Regions from separate parts of the Mus musculus genome. Here region 1 is linked to region 2. The links are chromatin contacts, called in public HiChIP or PLAC-seq maps. All regions are on one chromosome and are shown on one strand. Each heading gives the region's core, a stretch centred on a gene start, on an enhancer-like site or on the middle of the called end of the contact. The rest is flanking DNA. Distances are from core to core; before and after follow the strand shown.

What was found. HiChIP or PLAC-seq counts read pairs in DNA pulled down with a chosen protein or histone mark.
Region 1: an H3K27ac HiChIP or PLAC-seq map of thymic regulatory T cells shows a contact between it and region 2, with 9 times the contacts expected there. The contact joins two enhancer-like sites. A contact is called at or near these places in 1 of 39 promoter capture datasets (liver) and 1 of 115 datasets of contacts at active chromatin or transcription factors (thymic regulatory T cells).

The regions. Positions count from the first base shown.
Region 1 is chr2:28,515,981-28,522,185 of GRCm38.p6, forward strand. It overlaps a transcript of Ralgds not described here. Among named protein-coding and RNA genes, the nearest start is that of Ralgds, 14 kb to the right of the region's middle. Within about 2 kb of position 1,456, at least 225 of the 459 cell types and tissues checked have an H3K27ac peak or open chromatin away from gene starts, as enhancers often do. A contact at or near this core is called in thymic regulatory T cells, where this site is marked.
Region 2 is chr2:25,664,976-25,670,698 of GRCm38.p6, forward strand. No RefSeq gene overlaps it. Among named protein-coding and RNA genes, the nearest start is that of Lcn6, 8.9 kb to the right of the region's middle. Within about 2 kb of position 1,801, at least 5 of the 459 cell types and tissues checked have an H3K27ac peak or open chromatin away from gene starts, as enhancers often do. A contact at or near this core is called in thymic regulatory T cells, where this site is marked.

The sequences.
Region 1 (6,205 bases), core at 206-2,705, 2.9 Mb after region 2:
AAAACAAAGGACAGAGATGGGTGACTCACATGGCCTTTAGCCTCCTGAGATCGAAGGGCCAGGGATATGGAAACACAGAGGTTGGTTGTCCTGGCACCAGGGTGGCCATGAGCAGCAGGAAGCATCTTCTTCCTCACCTGCTATTGCCTTCATTGCTGTCACCCCACCCCACCCCACCCCCCATCTGCACACCTGCTGCTGTCTCTTGACTTTTTCCTCTTCCATTTTCAGGTATGTGTGTTATACATATATGTGTATATATGTTGTGCATGAGTTTTGGTTCATTTGTTTTGAGACTGGGTCTCTACATAGCACTAGCTATCCTGGAACTCACTGTGTAGACCCCAGAACTCACAGACATCCTCTTCCGAGTGCTGGGAACTCCAACACACTGGGCGTAGATGCATGTGTTGGCACATGCATATGGTAGGTGCTGTGATCATTGAGGGAGGCAGGGTCTCAACTAATAGGGCTGGGCTTGCTGGCCAGCTTGCTCTGGAGATTCCGTCTCTATCCTTTGAGGCTAGATTTATATCTGTCTGGATAGCCACAGCCATCAGGCATTTGCCTGAGTCGTGGAGGTCCTGGCCCTGTAACCTCTGAGCCATTTCCCCAGCTTCTGACTTTTACGGTTGTCTGAACTTGGTGAAGTAGCAGAGCTGGAGAGCCATTCATCCATGTGCTTGTGCATCTCATAGGTCAGCCACACGAGAGAAAGCAGGAAGAGCAGTGCAGAAAGCTGACAGGGAGCGAGACAAGAGTCAGCGAGGTAGGCATGACGGTGACAAAAAGGTGACAGGCCTGGTACGTTGTGTTAGTGTCCTGTGGCTGCTCTAGCAGAATGCCATATACTGGATGACCCTGTGCAACAGAAATCTCTCGTGGTTCTAGAGGACAGAAGCCTAAAAGCAAGGCATCAACACCACTGAACCACAGCTTCTGGCATGGCTGTAGTCCTTAGCTTTAAATCCCCCTAAACGTGTCTGTAGTCCTCTGCCTCCACACAGCTGCCTCTGTGTGTCTGTGTCTCTGTGTGTCTGTGTCTGGTTGTCTCCATTACTGTAAGGACATCGTGTGTGTGTGTGTGTGTGTGTGTGTGTGTGTGTGTGTGTGTGTGTGTGTGAGAGAGAGAGAGAGAGAGAGAGAGAGAGAGAGTGTGTGAGAGTGAGAGAGTGAGCCCTGACCTGACCCCATCCCAGTCTAGCCTTGTGTTGCCTGGATCTGCAGGACCCAAGGGCTTTTGGAAGGACACAGCTGAGCCTGTGAGGAGGGTTATAGGGAAGGCCAGGTTCCTTAGGATCTGGCAGAATTTCACCTGTGTAGGAAGGCTTGAAGGCCACCAATGGTAGCACCAGCAGGTGGCGCTGTAACCTCTGGTGTGGAAGTTCAGTACTGCACTGCCCTGTCCCGAGTTTCCACAAAAGCTCATCTGGTTGCCAGGAGACAAAGCAAACTGTAAACAGGTCAGGAGTCATCCTTGGTGACACACACTGAAGGAAATCAGAATGAGAGCAGGCGAGCAGCAGGGTGTTGCTGGTAACCACTGAGGAGACCTCAGCTTCTCCCCCACCCCCTCTCCCCAACACACACACCTTGGGGCCTGGACTTTGCCTCCCTCTGGCTCGTCACCAGTAAGTTGCCTTGGCCTACTGCAGTTTCCAGACAGCTCCCCTACCTATTACCACAGGCCACAAGAAGTAGTTTTAGGGAAAGGTGAGCTGCTTATACAACACATGGCTGGCAGGGACCTTAGCCTTAGCCTGTCCCAGAGGAGGCATGTCTACCCAGCATGGCCTGCTGCCAACACTGGTTGGCTGGGCATGGGGACAACCCCTGGTTGGGTAATGGCAAGCCCCAGGTGACACTCCTTTACAGACAAGCCAGGGAGGGGCCAGGCACCAGGGCTAGGGCGGAGAATGCCTTCCAGTTATACTGGGCTTCTAGTGGTCAGAGCCCTGTCAAGGCAGGAAGAGCCTGAGTTGGTGGTTAGCAGGAATGGAGATGCAAACCAAGCTAGACAGATTTTTTTCATCCCCCTGACTCTAATGAGGGCCTCAACTCTGCTTTCTGTGTTGGGTCTTGAACCTCAAGAGAATCCTCTCTTAGAGGGTCACGGGGTGGTGCACGACTGCAATCCCAGCTGAGGCAGGAGAATTATGAGTTCAAGGTCATCCTGAGGTACACTGTGAGACCTGAATCCCCTACACACACACCCCCAAACTGAGTCTTAGAGGCATAGTACTTTCTTGGATAGGTGGCTTCCTTGTAGGCAAAGGTAGGTTTGGGGAGCCTCCAGGGCCCCTTACAGGTAGCTGAGACAGCCTGAGGAGGTAGAGATGGGAAGGAATGTGGCATCTCCATAAAAATGACAAGTCCCAGAAGAAGGGAGAGTTCCCATGGCAACCTAGTACAGTTGCTTAGCAACCATAGTCCCCCAAAATACCTGCAGGAAGACTCCCGGCTAGGGGCTTTCCCACCGCCTGTGTGTGGCTCTTAGCTCTGAGTGGTTACCTCCTGTGGTTGATCCACCCACACCTCCATATAGGGCCTAGCAGCCCACAGCCCCAGGATCCTTACTGAGAGAAACCCCAGTCTACTCCCTCTTCCTATTACCCCAAGCTGCAGCTGCCTACCATCAGGCCAGTCCCTTAGCAACCAATGCCATTTTCTAGATATCCGAGTGACAATTGGACAGTGGTAGAATGTCAGAAAGATTCAGAATCAGCTGTACAGTCAATTGTAGCCTGGTGCCGGCCATTCCAGAGGGACAGGCACGATGTTTTAACAACACAAATACCCTGTAGCCCCGGACTCCCTAGTCCTGGGGCACGGCAGCATCCCAGGTGTGGCAAAGACCAAGAGTCCCCTGGAGCTCCTGGAATACAAGGCTGTGGTCTCAAACCAACTTTGAGACTAACTAGCCGGCTGACCACAGCATAATTCCTCTTGACCTGTTTCTCCATCTCTGGCTCATCTGTCCCTTTCCCTGTGTGCTCACCACTTTAAACATCAATACTGCCCCGTAAGTTATGTCACGTTTGGGGACTTGCATGGGATGTGGGAAATCGGGCCCAGGGCCTGCACGTGGCTGAGTCTGCCTGCCTCCGCTGGTAGATTCCAGGGTTTGAGGTTGAGGTAACTGGATTCCAGCACACAGTCTGGGCAGCTGGACACTGGGCTTGAGGTTTTAGTATTAAATATCCTGAAATGATTGCTAAGCCAGTCAGTGTTTTTTCGTTTGTTTGTATATTTTTTAGAACAATATCACCATGTAGATCAGGCTGGCCTTGAACTCATAGAGATCTGCCTGCCCCTACCTCCTACGTTCTGGGATAAAGGTGCATGCTACCATCCTTCAGAACCTGTCTGTGTTCTCTCTCCTTCCCCTTTCCCTTTCTCCAAGGAAATTCCCACTCCTGGCCTCCCTGCAAGGGAATAGGTAACTATAGATCCCCTTAGGTGCTGCTATGTTCATTTGTGGAGCCCAACCCTGTGCTGGAAGAAGGCTGTTCAGGGACACAGTCTAGCAAGAGGTGGCCTCTGGCTACCTCCTGGACTGGCCTTGTAGCCCTGCCCTTAGACTGGGTGCATAATTAAGGAGCTGAGGCTTCTTGCTCTTGCGGGGCTGGGTGAGAGGACTGAGTCCTCTCCCTGCTCGCCTCCTCTGAGTTGAAACCCAGAGTCTGTTCCCCTGAAGAGGGCTGAGCCGTTGCCCTTGAGCACTGCCCAAGGCCCTTTATTGCCAAAGGAGATGAGGAGAGGTGGGCCTGTGTAACCTACCTCCTCTTCTGTCTCTTCCCGGATTCCATCCTGACCCTAGAGGTGACATGTCCCAAGAGACTGGGGGTAGGTGAGATAGCCCAGTAAAGTTCAAACTGGGCCCGGCAGTGGTGGCGCATGCCTTTAATCCCAGCACTTGGGAGGCAGAGGCAGATAGATTTCTGAGTTCAAGGCCAGCCTGGTCTACAGAGTGAATTCCAGGACAGCCAGGGTTACACAGAGAAACCCTGTCTCAAAAAACAAAATAAAACAAAACAAAAGTTCAAACTGGGAGGGCAGAGAAGAAATGATTTTGAGTCCTTGGGGTTCTCCCCACCTGAAAGAAATCCATTGCAAAGGAATCCACCCTTGCCTGACTGTGGCCCAGCCCTGATTGTCACAAGGAGGGGGAGGTGCTAGCAGGTCTGGCTTGTCTGGAAGTCAGAAGGGAGGAGGATGAAGCCAGGCAGATGAGAATCCTGACTTAGCCCTTTAACCCCAAGCCTTCATGACCTCCCCTGCAGGCTTAAAGACTTAAAGTGTATATGAGGGTGCTCAGACACCTGACACCACACAAGCAGGCCTTCCAAAGGTACAGGGAGTATCTGAAGGCAGATAGCCACAGGATTCTCCAGAAGGGACAGCTCTTAGAACAGGCAACAGGCAAGGACACTTGCAGGCTCTGAATTGAATCCACAAATATTCCCACGCAGACCCCGGGAGGTGGGGTCTATTGTCTGAGCCATCTGACGTGGCCTTGCCGTCATCCACTGCTTCCCCGGGGCCAGTTTCAGGCCTCTGAACTGAACATCCATGCTCAAGATTGGACTTTAATTTTAAAAGCAAGGTGGTTCACCTGGCTTGGAGCAGCCCTGAGTGGCCAGAGTGACAACCAGAGGCTGGAGGGAGCATGTGGGCAGGTGGTGTCCCCTGGGAAGGGGCTGAGATTCGTATTCTCAACATCTTTGGGATTCTAAGAGTATTTCCTTCCTAGCAACCAGGGCTGGGAAATCCCTTCACAGAGCCCTGGCTTCCTGCACTGCTCCCGGCAGCCCTGCCAGGAACAGGTGCTGGGCACAGAAGCTATAGATGTAGGCACTGAGGGAGGGAGCCACCGGGTCACAGTCTGTCCTTGTGGGGTAGTTGTGTGGGGAAAATGCTGTGCCTTTCAGGCCTCTTCCCAGGTCTCTGGGCCTTCAAGACGGCATCGTTTGCTGCCTTGTGTGGGGTGCAGATCAGTGTGTGCTCTGTGTGCATGCTGCTGGGGTGGCTCGGGACATCTCCCTGCCTCAGGACACCCTTGCCCACTTTTGAGCAAATCCAGGCCCTTGTTTCTGTGGTCCAATAATGTGTGTCCCCAGACCTAACAGACCTACAGGTGGCTGGGCCAGTGTATATGTGAAGGGACAAGTAGCTGAGGCAGGGAGGGCTGTCACATCCTAGCTGTGGGATAGGAAGGTGAGCTTTCACACTCAGCTGCTTCAGTGTCCATTCTCCGATCTGTTCATATGTTCATCATTCTCAGCTTACCCAGCATTTCAGTGGCTAGGAAGTGCTCTACACAGTGCCTGGCGTGCATGGTCATTCTGTTATCATATTGTGGGCATGGAGACCAGGTAGCCCCTGGCAGGCCCCAACAGGAAAGGGGGACTGGCAGTTTGCTCTTCTGTTAGGTTCCCAGATATGAGCATCTGAGAGTCTTGACTTCTGGAAAGACACCAAAGAAGGAACAAAATCAGGATGGGTAGAGAGCCAGCAGGTAGCTCGGGGGTGGGACAAAGCAGTACCAGCCCCCAGGCTGGGTAACTTCCTTGTTGGAAAAGTTCTGTGGGAAATAGGGCAGCAGGCACCAGCGCTGCCATCTCCTGGCATCTAGATGGAGTCTGAAGCCCTCTTTAGGTCAGGGCAACTCGGGAGGTCCTTCTGAAAGGGCAGTCCTACTTCCCAGCCCTGAGCTGCAGGCTGGTGGCAGCTCTGGGCACGCAGTGTCCCTGGCACAGCAAACAGTCTCCTGCACCACAAGGGCCCATTTGTCCTGATTCCTGTGGTTCCTGAACCCTGGATGGCCATGGCCTGCTGAGCACAAGAGCCTGGCTGTGGGCTCCCCTCACCCACAGCCTCTCCCAGCTCTCCGCTGTCCCTTGGTGCGGGTGTCTCTGCTCAGGCCAAGCTGCACCAGAACAACCTATAGTTAGCCAGTGGCCAGAGACCCACTGCCTAAAATTGCTTCTGGCCAGCCAGGAAAGAGGGAGGTCCTTGTGCTGAGCCAGAGCTGACTTGGCATCTCAGGGCAAGATGATTTCTGGCAAGCACCTGGCTCTTGTTCTAAGGAAAAGGGCGCCTGCTTCCCAGAAAGCCTGGCTGCCACCTCCCCTGCCTTCCTGTGCTTTGGTGTTTTGTTTCACTCTCCTCTGGGGCAAGACAACACCTTCACTGGAGCAGGTGG
Region 2 (5,723 bases), core at 551-3,050:
GAATAAAGAAACAAACATAAAAATCACATGTGGGGATATCTCATTCGGCATGGCCAAGCCAGTACTTTGGAGGCAATAGCAAAAGTCAAGAGCACGCAGCACATGCGGATGCAGATGTCTTACCTCCCAGGCAGGCAGGACAATTCAGAACTGAGAATCTCTAATAAGTCATATCCAAGTTTAAGAACGTGTGGACTTGGCCAGTAAGATGGACCACTGGGTAAAAGTGCTTGCTGCAAAAGCTTGATGACCTGAATTTGGTCCCCAGCAGCCCCAGTGGAAGGTGCAGGGAACAGTCTTAGCTCGGGATATCCCAAGATCAAGTTCTTAGGACAAAGGAGATCTATTTGTCCCAGAGGGACAAAGGGCCAGAATAAGAGACAAAGACAGGAGGCAGAGGACAAGGATAAGGGAGAAGGGGAGGGAAGGGAGGCTGTTGGGGGGCAGGAACAAAGGACAGCCTCTGGATAGAGAGACAAATACGGCCCATAGGCAAATGACAGTTTATAAAAGTAAAATTAGAAACCCCATTTTAGTATGAGGTATTTGGGGACTGGAGAGATGACTAGACCTTAGTGGCTAGCTTTAGGAATGTAATCCAACAGTTTAACAAGGCACACGGAATGAAGGGAGAAGGGAAAGGCTGCCAAAGCCGTGTCTGCCATGCTTAGGCTAGCTAGAGTCTTTTCAAAAGGGGAGAACTGACTCCAGAAAAGTAACTCCTAACCTCCACTAGAGTACTGTGACACATACACATATCACACACACACACACACAAACTCACACATACAGACACACACACACACACAAACTAACTCATACACACACACACACACACACACACACACACACACACACACACACACACACACAGATGCACAGACACACATGATCTCAGGCTATTTTGTTCCCTTCAATAACCATTTACTATTAACTTCTGTGACTGACCTGGCAGTTTTGTGACTTCTAGATAACACTGGTGGAATGTGAACTAAGTCTGACTGATCCCAGCCTATACCAACCCTATAGCTAAGAATATCTGAGCCCTGTAAAGTCTTTGCCTTGTTCAAGATAATATTTGAATCCTATAAAACATTTCCCTTCCTGAGCCACGAATAGTGGCACATGTCTGTAATCCTAGCCCTCAAGAGGCTGAGGCAGGAAGATCTGGTGTTTTAGGTCCAGGAGACACTGTCTAAAATTCCTCCTCCTCCTCCTCCTCCTCCTCCTCCTCCTCCTCCTCCTCCTCCTCCTCCTCCTCCCTCTCCTCCCCTCCCTTCCCTTCCCTTCTCTTCTCTCTCTGCACACCCGGTCTTTCTCTCTTTCTCTTCCCCCTCTTCCCGCCCCATGGTGACTTTCCTGGTCTCTGTCCTTGGGGCCACTGAACTTGCCAAAGAGCAGCTGCCCAGTAAACCTGCATTTAATATCTTCTAATCCAACCCGGCTTGAATTGGTTCATTTTGTAAGACTCCGATACTTGGTCAGTGGAACTTACTTCGAGATGCCCCCAAGTGAGACCCCGAGATGCAGATTGATGCAAAAACAAGAACTTTATTTTCTGGCACATTGGGGTCAACCTTCAATTAGTGCCTCAAAGCGAGTTACTAGAAGGAGACCCCAAATGACTGTTACTTTTATACTTTTATTCTTTTTAAGGGCACATGTTACATCAGCAAGGTTACAGTTAAAGGTTATTGTCTAAGCATATTGACCTTTAAGTCTATTGGCTAGCAAACATGGCACACATCTGAACTCTACATGGGACTTTCCAGAGGGTCAGGTGACTGTCAGCAGTACCTTATGAGAATTTTTACTCAAGAATGATCTTTTGTGTGGAAAATGGAACTTGGCCTAGCTTTGACCCCAGGAGGGAGGGAGAAGCTGTAAGGAGGGTGTGGGATTGGAAAAAGTCCTTAGAGCCTCTCATTCCCCCCTTTTTCCAAGATCCAATCCTGGAGCTACAGTCAGGGGTCTTAGGTAACTAGCTCATATTTTTCAGGTCCTGTCCTCAGGGTCTCATATTGTTGGTGCAGGACCACCAGCTGTACTGCTCCTATTCTCTCTTTTATGAAGGATATAAGTTTGTTCAATATGTAGGGTCCAAAGGTCAACAATAGCAGGAGAACAATTAGGGGTCCTAACAAGGTAGATATGAAGGTGGTTAACCAAGGGGAGGAGTTAAGCCAAGACTCCAAACTAGCCCTGACTCTGTTCTCTTTCTTTGTATCGCTTGCCTAGCCCTTCTCTTGCCTTGGCCATCGAATCCTTTACTACCCCCGGAATGGTCTCCAGGATGTGCTTCCCAATGTTTCACACCCCCAGGTAGCACAGAAGAAATGGTGACCCCCCCCCCCCAACACTGATGACCCTGCTGTTGGCTTCTCCCATTTCGGAGGCACACATATATGGAGGTTTCTCGCAGGACACCCCTCAACTTTGGGTATCCACACCCTAAACCCCACCCTCCAAGGCCGCTTCTGGGACATGGTTTAGATTCACAGGTCCCTCTTCCCCTACGTTCAGGTAATCCCTCCCCCTGTGTCGCTAGAGTAGAGATATCCCAGGAGTCAATGCTCACCGCTAACTTACAGAGATCAAAGACAAGGTCTGGCCACCAGATACAAGGCAGATGTTCCTCTGTAGTGGACCAAGCTACATCCCCAGTGGCTGAGAGTACTTCTCAAGTTACTTTGGTAGGGTTGTGGGGGGTGCTGAGGCTCAGTGGGAAGGAAGATACACCATAGGCATCTCATGGTTTCCCTGGCTTTGCAGAAGGGTGGGTGATCTTGAGCTTGAGGAAGTTGCTCAGGTGTCTGGCTGCTATCCAGTTGGCATCAGGTGCAGGTGCTGGTCTGACGTGAGTTACATGAGCTCCATCCACTTTAACGGAGGTTGGGGTGGTCAACAACACCAGGAACGGTCTTTTCCACTTTGCTTTCAAGTTTTCAGCATGACGTCTCTTAACATATACCTGATCTCCAACTTGGTACTCATGTGGAACCTCTGGGGTACCTGTTTTATACAGGGCACTAAGTGTAGGCCACAATTGCTGGTGGCTGCTCTGGAAAGCTTGCAATCGAGCTATATGATCCTTGTCAGCCTGAAAAGTCACTCTGGGGGTGAGGGGGTCAAGAGCCGGGGTCAAGGGAATGGGGGTTCCATACAGGATCTCAAAAGAGGTCACGTTGCCGGACAGTGGTGGTGCATGCCTTTAATCCCAGCACTTGGGAGGCAGAGGCAGGTGGATTTCCGAGTTTGAGGCCAGCCTGGACTACAAAGTGAGTTCCAGGACAGCCAGAGCTACACAGAGAAACCCTGTCTTGAAACCCCCCCCCCACCCACAAAAAAAAAAGAGAGAGAGAGAGAGGTCACGTGGGTGTTCCGGGCTCAGAACAGAGCCAAGGGAAGGATCACCACCCAGTCAGCCCCAGTCTCCAAGGACAATTTAGTTAAGGTCTCTTGTAGGGGTTCTGTTCATTCTCTCTACCTGCCCTGAGCTCTGGGGATGGCATGGACAATGGGGCTTCCAATTAGTCCCCAATATCTCTGCCAATCCCTGATTTACCTTAGAGACAAAAGCAGGACCGTTGTCTGATCCAATTACCTTGGGCACTCTGAACCTGTAGATAATTTCTTCTAATATCTAGAAGAAATGGCTACCACAGTAGCTGTTTCCTGCTTGGTGAGGAAAGCCTCAGCCCATCCAGAGAGAGTATCCACAAACACTAGAAGGTATTTATGACCATATTTTCCTGTCTTAACCTCTGTAAAATCGACCTCCCAATAAACTCCAGGCTCTCCCCTAGGTCTTTTGCCCTGTTTACTCTTGGCTGCATAAGCATTCACTTGCTGGCATACCATACACTGCTCTCTCTGGCCCAAAACCTGAGATCCACTATATATACTTCAGATCCCTTAACTGCTTGGACAAGCTTTTTATCCCCTAAATGAGTCCAGCTGTTTATTTGGCCTAGTAAGTCTTTTGCTTGCTTTCTGGGGAGTATAGTGTTTCCTTCTTATGTATGACATTGCCCTTCCTTCTCTAGGTAATAGTAGTTAGGGTGGCTAGCAATCTGAGTCCTTTCTTCTTCAGTATATTTTAAGTGATGTTATCCCTTAGTCCTATTCCTATTCCCCAGCAGGTGCCTCTTGCAGGTCCATAACCAGGATAGGCTCCTGCGTAGCCACTTCTCGAGACAATTGATCTGCCAGGTTATTGCCCTGGGCCAGAATCTCTTCCCTCCTGATGTCCTGAGCAATGAATAATACTCACAGTTGCCAGCTTCATCGGGGCATCCAAGAGCTCCAAGATTTTCTGCTTGTTTTTAAAAATTTCTTTCCCTTTGATGTGAGCAGTCCTCTTTCTTGGTGTATAGCTCCATTGACTTGGGCTGTGGCAAAGGCACACCTGCTATCCATGTAGATGCTAATTTTCTTGCCAGCCCCAGTTCCAAGGCTTTGGTAGAGGTTCAGCCCAGATGACATTTGTGCTGTCCACTACGGCAGCACCTGCTTGTCTCTGACCTTCATGGAGAAAATGGCTCTTGTCTGTAAACCAGGTAGCCTTGGCTCCCAGAGGGGGTCAATCAGAAAAGTCTTTCCATTCAAACTCGAAGTATTCTTGACTTTGGGGGGTCAAGGGCAGGCAGAAGAAAGCATCTTTCAAGTTTAAGACTGGGTACCAAATTCTGGAAGGTGGCAAAGAACTCAACAGAGCATAGGGGTTTGGCACAGTAGGGTGAATGTCAGCCACTCAGCGGTTTATCTCTTGCAAGTCCTGGACTGGGCGGGAATCGTTAGTGCCCAGCTTCTTAAGTGGCAGGAGTGGTGTGTTCCAGGCCAAATGGCACTTAGCAACACCCCAAGCTGGACGAGCCTGGAGATGTGTGGCTTAATTCCTTCTCGTGCCTCTGGAGACATAGGGTATTGTCTGAGAGACTCTGGGGTAACCTGTGCCTTGACTTCTACCACCACAGGGGGATGACATTTTACTTTACTCATCCCCACCACTTCCACTCAGGCTGACAGGAAATGTTTCCAGCCACCAAGTCAAGTCCTAGTTCTGAGTAAAGGTGGTTTCAAATAATTTATACTCCCCACCTAACTGGGTGGTCAGAATGAGTATGGGCTCTCTTTTGGGGCCAGTTATTTGTGACCCTTTGGGCAGGAAGCATATCTGAGTCCCATCTTAGAGAGGAAGTCTTGCCCTAACAGAGGGTAGGGACAGTCTCGGTTAACCGTAAATGAATGGGATACCCAGCCCATCCCTAGATCCACTGTTCTTTGGGTAGTCCATGAATACATTTTGGTGCCAGTGGCTCCTTGGATTTAAGATCTTCTCTTGGAAACAGGGCCATTGGCTTGGAGGACCAAGTGTTGAGTCCCCGGTGTCCACCAAGAATTGAGATTCCCCTCCTCTCTCAGAGTTACCATGTGTTTGGGGAGAGGATACAAACCCTGTCTACTCTAATCACTGTCTTCACCCAGGGCTAACACCTCTGCCATTTTGGGGTGCTTTTTCCAAGGCCTGGGATTTCCCACCCCTGACTTCTGTTTGTTGGGGCTCTCTCAGGCCATTGGCCTCCTTGCAATATGCACACTGGTCCTTTTCAAGGAGTTTTCTGTCTCTCTTTGGTTGGAGTCTCTCGTCTCTGCTTTTCCTATCTACTGTAGCCAAAACTGTAAATTCCTTTCCTGTCACTTTTTTTTTCATCTCCCTTTCA